2 separate regions of the Manis javanica genome follow, and region 1 is linked to region 2. A link is a contact called in public Hi-C data. All regions are on one chromosome and are shown on one strand. The core of a region is the stretch at or near the end of the contact, and the rest is flanking DNA. Distances in the headings are between cores, read along the strand shown.

Evidence for each region. Hi-C and Micro-C count contacts between places; a contact is called where the count stands out from the background.
Region 1: a contact with region 2 is called in a Hi-C map of blood, with 4 times the contacts expected there. The contact joins the promoter of MRPS23 here to the promoter of SRSF1 in region 2. A contact is called at or near these places in 2 of 2 Hi-C or Micro-C datasets (blood and fibroblasts).

Annotation. Positions count from the first base shown.
Region 1 is chr4:150,031,517-150,037,145 of MJ_LKY, forward strand. It overlaps MRPS23 (mitochondrial ribosomal protein S23), which reads left to right and starts at 3,661. Exons shown (of 5, transcript XM_017669374.3): 1 at 3,661-3,819; 2 at 4,341-4,511. The coding sequence starts at 3,776.
Region 2 is chr4:149,901,908-149,907,072 of MJ_LKY, forward strand. SRSF1 (serine and arginine rich splicing factor 1) reads left to right here and starts at 2,525. Exons shown (of 4, transcript XM_073235391.1): 1 at 2,525-2,848; 2 at 3,264-3,448; 3 at 3,847-4,019; 4 at 4,778-5,165. The coding sequence starts at 2,655. The coding sequence ends at 4,816.

The sequences.
Region 1 (5,629 bases), core at 2,411-4,910, 130 kb after region 2:
AATCTGTTCTGCTCTTACTCTTTCTGTCAGACAAACTCCTGGGCACTATTTAAATAAGGGCACTGTTTACAAGGATGTGGGTGGAGTATAAGGAAGCCACAAAGGATGGCCTGGAGCCTATGGCTAGTAACAGAGGGGCATAATTTACTGAGTCAAGCCCTGAAGGAACAGGGGAGAGAACAGTGACGGGAAGCTGGTGAGAGAGCTCTGTGTAGAGGTGGCCCTGTGGCGCTGTGACTTTATGTTCCTGGACTGTCCATGGAGGAAGCCAGGGGAATAGAGACTGACTTTACTCTCCTTCCTTCCAGTCTCCTGCCAAAGCCTTCCACTCGTGGTACCAACTAGAACCCAACTGGAAGCAGAGGGCAAGGGGTGGGGGATGCAGTCCTGCTGTCATCCTCCTGGGGCACAGTATGGATGTGGATCTGAATGGGCAAATGGAAGATACTCAGCACAAGGACTTACCTGTCAGTCAGTGTTATGGGCTTAATGGTGTCCCTCCAAAATTTATATGTTGAAGTCCTAAGTTCCAGGACCTCCAAAATGTGACTATGTTTGGAGATAGCGTTTTTAAAGAGGTATTTAAGTTAAAATGAGGTGATTAAGTTGGGCCCAAATCCAATATGATTTCATAAGAAGAGGACAGAGACACAGAGGTAAGAGCACACAAAGACATGGGCAGTAGAAGGCCATCTACAAGCCAAAGAGAAGTTTCAGAAGCAACCCGACCTTGCCAACACCTTGATCTCAGACTTCAAGCTTTCACAATTGTGAGAAAATAAATCCCTGTTGTTTAAGACATCCAGTTTATGGCATTTTGTTATTGGCAGTCTTAGCCAACTAATACAATCAATAAGCTATTCAGCCCATAACCTACTAATTAGGAATTTGCCTGTCTCTTCCACTGGACAGTCAGCTTCTACACGACTCAGCGAAGGGTCAGGTAAGTGTTTAAATATTTGTGGGGAGAATGGATCATTTAACAAGAAAATCGAACAATAAGGCAACCTATGGAATTTCATCAAAATGCTGCAGTCCCAGGTGGCAATCAGTAGTTTATGGGACACAACAGTAAGAGCAGTGCTATAATAGCCATCAGGATTGTTTTGAGCCCTCGCTATGTGCCAGGTGCTGCAATTAGTGCTTTACATGAATGAATGATCACTCTTACTCTTGCAACAAGCCACTCGGATAACTGACACTGCCATCCACATTTTAACAGCTGGGGAAACAGAGGCTTAAAAAGTTATGTAACTTGCCCACATGATTAGTGGACACATCTACAGTGTGATGTGGTAGGATGAAAATGGGGCCAAGTGGTGTAGTGGAAAGAATATGTTATTTTGGAGAGTTTATAAGTTCTGTTTCCTTATCTGTAAGACTGCCAGGACATTACCTATGGCATCAGGTAGTCAAACAATTGAATGAGATAATCCAGGTTCTGGGTTCAGGGCACGGCATGAGTGTATGAGCCCCTTGCAGCCTTGAGAGGTCCTGGTGAGAAGACAGAAAACCTGTAATGTCAATTCTGCCTGCTCCCAGCTGCCTGTTCAGCTTCCTCCTATATTATGAATGAACCCTCCCTGGGGCACCCCCTGCCTGCTGCAGGCTCAGAGGGTTCCCAATCCATCTTGCTCACATGTCTCCATGGTCCTCCTACTCTATCTACTAACATCTGCTCCCTCAGTCACTAAAACATTAAACATGATGCTGCAGGAGAAACTTGAAGGGCTCAGAAATGGAAGGGATTTCCCCAGAAGATCTAGAGAGAAAATATTCCCCTTGCAATTCCTCCCCCATTGAGGGTTTGAGTATTTGGCTCCCCACTCCGAATTTGGAATAACTCCTTCCAATTCTTTAGCAGCAGTAACTGCAGTGGCCTATGGGGGCAGGCCTGAGTGGGAGAAAGGAAGTATGCGGTCTAGGCTGGCAGCTAGCTCTGACTTGGACAGAATTAGAAACTTTCTATGGGTCTGGGAAGACTATATTTAGCCACGAGCCTGTTTGCTCTTCCCAGAGCAAAGTATGTCATACCTTTCTGGGACTGGAAGACTGGAATCTCCACACTTGGCCCAGCAGCCAGAGCTGTGCTCTTCCTTGTTCCAGAGGGACCCAAGGCAGCAGTAAAGCCCATCTCTCGGTCAGCTGTGGGCATCAAATCACTCTGTTCCCTGTCCCTGGAGCCAGTTTTGCCGGACGCCCTCCATCCACCAGTCTCCAATTTGAAGGCATAGCTAAGGTGGCATTTCAGGGTCCTGGAAAGGGCCCAGGCTGGCCTGGAAGCCTGGCTCTGTGTTACCTATCAGACTAGTTACTTAATCCCCTGTGGCCTCACTTTCTCATCTATATTGAGGATGATAACAGCCACCTTGTGAGTAGGCGTGTGGATTCTCTGAGAAAACACAAGCAGTAGCTGCTCATCAAACATTTCTTTCCTCCTCCTCGCCAGCCCCTCACTCAGTGGGAGAATTCTGGGATGACTTGATGCTCTTTCAGGCTGACAAAAGATCATGGGCTCCTGGGAGATATTTTGTATGTATGTGATCCAAAACATGTCACTGGATTTAAACGTTCAAATATGAATACAAACTTTTTACAGGTTTAAGTCTGAGGGAGATACAAAGAAAAAAGGTCCCCTTCTCCAGCAATTTCACTGGAGATAACCAATGTTCACAGTCTGTGCGTCCTTCCACATAGTTTCTATTCTCGTGCAAACACAAACACAAATAAAGGAGTTTTCTTCTTTCTCTTAGCAGGTTAGGATCCCACTAAAGGCATTTCTGGTCATGGGCATTCATCTAGGCAAACACACTTGATCTCCTTCATTTGAATAGCTGCATAGGATTCTGCAGACTATATGAACCACGCTTTTCCAGCCATTTCCCATTTGACGGACTTCTCCCCACTACAATAATGCTGCAATGCCGATCCTTGCACAAATATCCTCATGAAATTGTGTTTTCTATGGGGTACTTTACCCGAAGTATGATTATTGGACCTAAAGGTAACCCTGAGATACTACTTTCCCCATATTTTTGAGTTTCCTTTTCGGAATGCGTATTCCGGACGGACACTCACTTTTCAAGCTGAAAGAGCAGCTAGCCAGCACGCTTCCCGCAGAGTAACTCTAGTTGCCGGCAGCATCCCTGTTAGAGCGGATGCAGAAGGCGCTCCAGGGTCTGAGGCTTTAGTGGGGAGCGCTAAACAGCAGGAGACGGAGGGCGGAGGCTAGGACTCTAGTGCCACCTTAGGCAAGTGACTGCTCCTCCCAGGGCCTCGGTTTCCTTCTGCATAGTCTGTGAGTCCAACTAAGATTAGGTGCAGTCCGGGCCTGCAGCTGCCGACCTCTCCCCTCGGCCTCTGTGGATTCCACGGCCTGGGTTAGTTCCCCGGGACTTTGGAGGCACCTCCCCATCATCCTCCCGCGGCGTGGCCCCACCTTCTCGAGAAGAGTCGGTACTGTGAAGCCAAAAGGGAAAAAGCAACCACCACAGTTAATTCCTCCTCTACATCGGTCATTTATTGCTTCTGCCCGGCTTGGGCTCGCTCCCTCCCTTCGGCTCGGCTAGCGAGTGTTCCCGTCTGAGCCTGCCGGGTGGCCTCGGGGCGCTGCAGTTCGGCCCATCCTTTGCTTCTGCCTGGCTCCGCTCTCCCGTTGGGGCCGCGGCGCCAGAGCGGCAATCCTGGGCTCGGTCAGCAATTTACGCCCATCTGCCTGCCACTGGCGCTTCCGGTTCCGGTAGCCCCCGGTTGCGTCTGATCCGAGGTGTCCGTCATGGCGGGGACGCGGCTGGAAGCCGTGGGCAGCATCTTCACGCGGTGTGTGCTCGGACCCGGGCTGGGCTGAGGGCGCCTCCCCGGGCAGAGGTCCTCAGCGGGCCCCGCTCTTCCTTGGGTGGGTCTGAGCCGGCGAGGCCTTCTCCGGAGGGCCGGTGCTGGAGCCGAGGGAGGCTCTCTTGTGCTCTTGCCTGCCTCCGAATAGTTGTGCTTGACGACACCACTCCTTGACTCTATCACGTTTAAGATTGCACCTCTACCCCTCTTCGGGTGGAGAGCTCTAGGAAGAAGAAGGAGGCCGATGGGCCAGGCTGGACCATCTTTGCGTTTTCCTCGACGGGACAAGGGATGGGGAAGGCGGGTGGGACGCGTAGAAGATGATAGCATTGTTAGGTTGGTTTGTAATGTGGAAATGCCTACCTCTAGGTGGGGAGCACCCATGCTCTGGTCCGTCTTCCTGCTGGTCCATGAGCCCGTAGATGTCTCCGGTTGTGGTGGCTAAACTGATTCAGGGGCTTAGGCTGTTGTACATGACAGGCCTTCGTTCTTTCCCCTTCCTTAAGGACTCGGGACCTGATGCGGGCTGGGGTGTTGAAGGAGAAGCCTCTCTGGTTTGACGTATATAACGCCTTTCCCCCGCTGAGAGAGCCGGTATTCCGAAGGCCCCGCCTGCGATATGGCAAAGCCAAGGCTCACATCCAGGACATCTTTTATCACGAGGATCGGATTAGAGCGTGAGTGCGAAGCCCACAGGGCGGGCAGGACGCAGCAGAACTTCCGAAGGAAAGGTTTAGCTAGAAGTCTGGTAACTTAAATAGGAATTGAGTCCGGGCTGGCCCTGTGGCGGTCTTATATATCTAGACAAACTAGGGAGTCAGCGCCCCTCCCCGACGTGAGAGATACAAGGTGAGAAGTGGAATCTGGAGTCCAGCAACGGGACTGATCAACTTGCAGTTATAGCTGCCTCTTTCTGCACATCTGTTTTGTGGCAGGCACTGTGCTAAGCCCTTAACAAAACAAACATTATCTCATTTAGGCCTTACTCCAACCCTGTAAGGTAGGTATCCTTGTCTCCATTTTATTGATGAAGACTGTGAGCCTCGAGGAGGTCAAATCACTGGGAATTTACTGACAAACCATTTTCCTCAAAAAACTGATGTCAGTTAGTTTTTAGTACCTAGAATTTGTGTAGTTACTTTTTTCTTAAATGTTAACATAAGAGGTTGTGCCTAATTGAAATTAATACATATCCTTTATTTTCAACCCTGTTCTTGGATGTAAGAAAACAGAATTTACAGTCATTATGTTCTCTGTTGAGGTTAAGGCGTCTTTCATTTTAGTGAAATTTTTTTCCCCCCAACAACACTCCTTTGAGATAGGGAAATAAATATGTTCTTGCTCAGCTTGGAAATTTTCAAGGTAGGACATGAGATTTTGGGGGCATTAAATACTTTTTCAGCACTTTTCTGTTCAGGCCCATTGTATATACTTGGTTGGGATGTGTTTGAAGTTCATTTATACGTTAATTGTACTTCTGTGTGGATTGTAGTGGAACTGGGTTATAGGTCATTGGAGAATGTGGAATAGTTTACTGCTCTCTTTTATTATTACTGTTAATGCTAAAATAACTTGTATTTAAGTAGTTTTGTTAACCTTTATCTTTGTGGGGTTTTTTTTGGTGTTTTAAAGAACATTTTATAAATAAAATGAATTCTAGATATGTCAAAACCTGAATGAATATAAAAAGTGAAATCATAAAAGTACTAGAAGAAAAAATGGGAGAATTAAAAAAATAATCTGAGTGATAAAGGTCTTTCTAAGCATGACGTAAAACCCAGAAGCCATACATGCA
Region 2 (5,165 bases), core at 1,275-3,774:
ATATCCCACCTTTTTCAAAGAGCAATTAGTAGTCAATAATAACCATTTTAACAGAAAATTTACTGGTAAAAAGGGGAGTTACAGCAGAACCCTGTTCTCAACATAGTTTCTAAGGAAGATGAGACAAATATAAATGAAATAAAGAGATATGTACTATTTCTTCCTTTTTCAGAAAATATTTATCACTAGAATAAGTGGAACAAAGAACTAGAGAATTATGCAGGTGAATTGTTCCTGAAAGTATTCCTACACACAGTACAATCAAGTATTCCTATTTTTGTGTCGCTTTACCTAGTAAAAATAACAGTTACCCCCAAGGAAGACAGTAGGGATTGACACACAAATACTGAAAACAGAATTTCCATATTAGTGAAGCCGTATTTTAGGGCAAATTACTCTAGAACTTCTCTCCCCTCCTTCCCACAAAGCCTTTAGAGAAACGGTTCTAGTGACTTTACTGATTGTGGAAGTATTTTTTAAGTTTTATTAAGTTAGAATTTACTAAACAATTCACTTGGTTTAAATGTACACTTCAATGATTTTTAGCATATTTACAGAGTTGTGTAACTATCACCACAGGTAGAGTTTTAAGTGTTTGGCAAATCATTGGAAAACTGTGTCTTAGGATTTCAACCCTGATAGTAATTAACTGAATTTTTTTTTGTACAACCCCCTCCTCCCCACCCACCACTACAAATAATTATTTCCAGGGTAAAGTATAGTGCTGACACTAGTACACACTTACTAGATTGAATTGAAAGCACTTAAAAAGTTTTTTTTTTGAGGAAGTAACCTTTCATAAATAGCAACAGTGTAGAGAATAAGGCAGCTTCTAAGAATTAAACTGGTAAAATCCATATGTATAAATTAGTTGGCTGGGGGAGCAATCCTTAAAACTGCCTGTGAATGTGTAACTAAAGTTTAGAAACACTTTCAGCCCCTAGTTAAAATGAAGATGTAATCTCAGAAGGCAGAGCTGGAAGTGGTTGTAATTCGGTCAGCAAAAATCTAATCAACTGACTAGTATGGGGTTTTGATACATTTTACACGAAGATTAGCCCGCAGCAAGAGAATTGCCAGTCTTTACCCAGCACTGTCCTGGGAACAGACACACAAAATCCAGGGGGTATGAATTTCTTCTTTTAAGAGGTATAGCTCCATTAAGGGGCAGGGATCAGATCTCACCATGATCTAAATCTCACATCAGATCTAATTAAATATTCCTCAAAACGATTCACTTGATTTTGTTTTGATTCCTCATTCACTAATCAATTGCCAGATTTGCTTTCCAGACCTGCTAAAAGTTATCTTGGTGTGTACATTTTGAGATAAAAGCTTAGTTTAAAAAAATATAATTGAAGGTTCGTCTAAAGGTTAGCCAATCTGTCCTTCCCTCCGAAATTTTCAAAGGTTCTTTTCTCTTTTGGGATATACAAACACCGTTAAAGAATATGAACAAAATTTCAAATCCTCTTCTCTTTGCAGAAAAAAAGCACATGCACACATACACAAAATTTCGGAAACCATCACGGAGTTAAAGGAATACCAAAGATCCTCTATGAAACTGTGGAGGATCAAATTTAATTTGTATTTTGGAATCAATCACTGAAAGACATTTGTAAAATATACTCAGTCAACTTCCAGAACTAACTATGCCATTCTCCTAAACAATCTATTTTTTAAATCTCAAAGGCACTTCATATTTTGAACATACTTGTGTTCCCTTATTAACTGTGACTTCTGGGAAAAGCTGACTGAAATACGCAGTTCATCTCTAGGAACTCACTGAACCTCTCCTCCAGGCTAGGCCTAGCGATAAGCAACCAGAGAAGCAGAGGTTTGGGTCCTAGCTGGCAATTATCACCAGTGACTGATCAGGCCACGAACCACCTTGACTTGAGCTATACAAAGTTAAATTCTGAACCGAAGATGGAACGGTATTTAGTGTAGAACATTTACTAAATAATCTAAGCTGGGTTCGCGAGCAATTGTCTTGTAGCCCTTGGCCTGTTCACAGAACTCGGGGAGGACAAAGCCCTAGCTCTCGCCGGAATCACAGAAACCTCGGCTGCAGGACTACGCGCACTCTCCACACGCCCGGTTTCCGGAGCAACCATCTGGCTCCCTCCCCTTTTGACTCCGCCCCCAAGCCTTTCCCGCCAAAGTCCGTTAATGCCTCAGAGCATGATGGGAAAATGCACTAGGTTTTACCGAACCGTTTCAAGGCGCGTTGTTTTAAAAGAGGCTCATTACTGGGGAAACTGACTATCCTTTAAAACTCGACAAGGATTAATGACCTCTTAACGAGGGCTACGTATTTAATCTTTCCCAAACAGCCAGTCACTCCATTAGCAAACTACTCCGCAAATCGGGAACGCAAGGAACTTTTTTCTCCCTTCGCGCGGAGGGTGACGTTGCGCGTGCGTGAGCGGCTGCGTCGCAGGGCCGTTTACGTTCTTGCGCGTGCGTAGTGAGATCGAATAGCTGTTTTCCCCTGCTTCTCTTCCTCCCTCCCCCCATATCCGTGCGCCGAGCTGATAAAGGCGCCATTTTGGAGGGGCCGCGGGAGACGTGGTGTCGCTGCGGGCTCGCTCTGCCGTGCGCTAGGCTTGGTGGGAAGGCTTGTTCTCGAGTTCGCGCTTTTCGTCGCCGCCATGTCGGGAGGTGGTGTGATTCGTGGCCCGGCAGGGAACAATGATTGCCGCATCTATGTGGGTAACTTACCTCCAGACATCCGAACCAAGGACATTGAGGACGTGTTCTACAAATACGGCGCTATCCGCGACATCGATCTCAAGAATCGCCGCGGAGGACCGCCCTTCGCCTTCGTTGAGTTCGAGGACCCGCGGTGAGGCAGCTTGGGGCTTGCGGCCTTGAGGAAATAGGTCGGAGTAGTTGGGAAAGGCCTTTAACATAGAGAACGGGGACGTGGGGGTCTTAGGTTGGGGGCAAGACGATATCTCCCAGGCAGGAGTTGAGTAAGGAGCCGAGTCGGTGTGGCGTCTGTGGGCCCTGAACCTCACGGACGTCCCCAGAGCCGACTCGCAAGCTCGAAGCGGGAAACTGAGGCGCTGAGGGCTGGTGTGTTCGGGAACCTGGAGTGCCGGGTGGGGGAAGGGCAGTTCCCATTATGCAGCGCATGTGGGCTCCTCCACGCTGAATGCGCATGTGCGGGGAGGAGGGGGCAGCTGGGTCCCGACTGAGTGGGCTGCCCCTCCCCGTCCTCTTTCTTAACGCCCGTTTGCTTTTCTGTGATCACGCAGAGATGCGGAAGACGCCGTGTATGGTCGCGACGGCTATGATTACGATGGATACCGTCTGCGGGTGGAGTTTCCTCGAAGCGGCCGTGGTACAGGCCGAGGCGGCGGCGGGGGTGGAGGCGGCGGGGCTCCCCGAGGCCGCTATGGCCCCCCGTCCAGGCGTTCTGAAAACAGAGTGGTTGTCTCTGGTAAGTTTATTGTGTGGATTGATGAGAAGGGTCGGAAACCACTGTAAAGTTTTCTTTGCGTGACCAATTTGACAAATGTAATTTTTTGTGCTTCGTCTTTAATTTCTCGTGTGAGTTGAGTAGGTAAGTATTACTGTAATGGAGACAGACCAAATTATTTACCCAGAGTATGAATATTTTTTACCTAGTTAATTTTGGTTCTGGAATCTGGAAGATTTAAGGGTTTCCTAAATTAACAGCTCTTTACCTAGGACCTTAAATATAATCACCAATTTGAAAGTAATCTTTGTTCTAATGTAACATTAAAATTTTAAACTATTTAAATTACTGAAAATTAAGAAAATTTTAAGTTTAGTGTGAAATTTGGGCTAATTAGTATTGGAAAAAAACTTTTTCAGGACTGCCTCCAAGTGGAAGCTGGCAGGATTTGAAGGATCACATGCGTGAAGCAGGTGATGTATGTTATGCTGATGTTTACCGAGATGGCACTGGTGTCGTGGAGTTTGTACGGAAAGAAGATATGACCTATGCAGTTCGAAAACTGGATAACACTAAGTTTAGATCTCATGAGGTAGGTTATACATTGATTCTTTTCTTTGGCCAGAATTGGATACAGTGGTCTTAACAGTGGAATTTGAAGGTAAGATTCAGGAAAGGGTATCCAAGTAAAGTGCCAGATTTCTGGTTTTAGTTACATTGTATTCGTTCAGCATGCCTGAAGACAGGTGAAAGCTTCGATTTTTCAATCGAAAGTTCTGTCTATTCAATAGGGAGAAACTGCCTACATCCGGGTTAAAGTTGATGGGCCCAGAAGTCCAAGTTATGGAAGATCTCGATCTCGAAGCCGTAGTCGTAGCAGAAGCCGTAGCAGAAGCAACAGCAGGAGTCGCAGTTACTCCCCAAGGAGAAGCAGAGGATCACCACGCTATTCTCCCCGTCATAGCAGATCTCGCTCTCGTACATAAGATGATTGGTGACACTTTTTGTAGAACCCATGTTGTATACAGTTTTCCTTTACTCAGTACAATCTTTTCATTTTTTAATTCAAACTGTTTTGTTCAGAATGGGCTAAAGTGTTGAATTGCATTCTTGTGTAATATCCCCTTGCTCCTAACATCTACATTCCCCTCTTGTCTGATAAATTGTATTTTAAGTGATGTCATAGACAGGATTGTTTAAATTTAGTTAACTCCATGCTCTTCAGACTGTGATATTGTGTAAATGTCTATTCTGCTCTAGTTTGTGTGAACTGGGATGTTGGGGTGTTTGTGGTTATCTTACCTGGGGAAGTTCTTATGTTTATCTTGCTTTTCATGTGTCTTTCTGTAGACATATCTGAAGAGATGGATTAAGAATGCTTTGGATTAAGGATTGTGGAGCACATTTCAATCATTTTAGGATTGTCAAAAGGAGGATTGAGGAGGATCAGATCAATAATGGAGGCAATGGTATGACTCCAAGTGCTATTGTCACAGATGAAATTGGCAGTATTGACCTTATACTAAAAGACAAGGATTAAAAATGATTATATACATCTACCTTAAAACACTTGCAAACCTCTGATGCAATTATCTTTAGCTACAATTGCTTTGCTCTTTAAACCTTGGCAATTGTGGCAAAATTACATTGCCCATTTTGTAACGTTTATTTTGCTCCCTTCCCCCCTTTTTTGTTTTAATAGGGACTAATGTGGGAAGAACTGGCTAATTTGTCACAG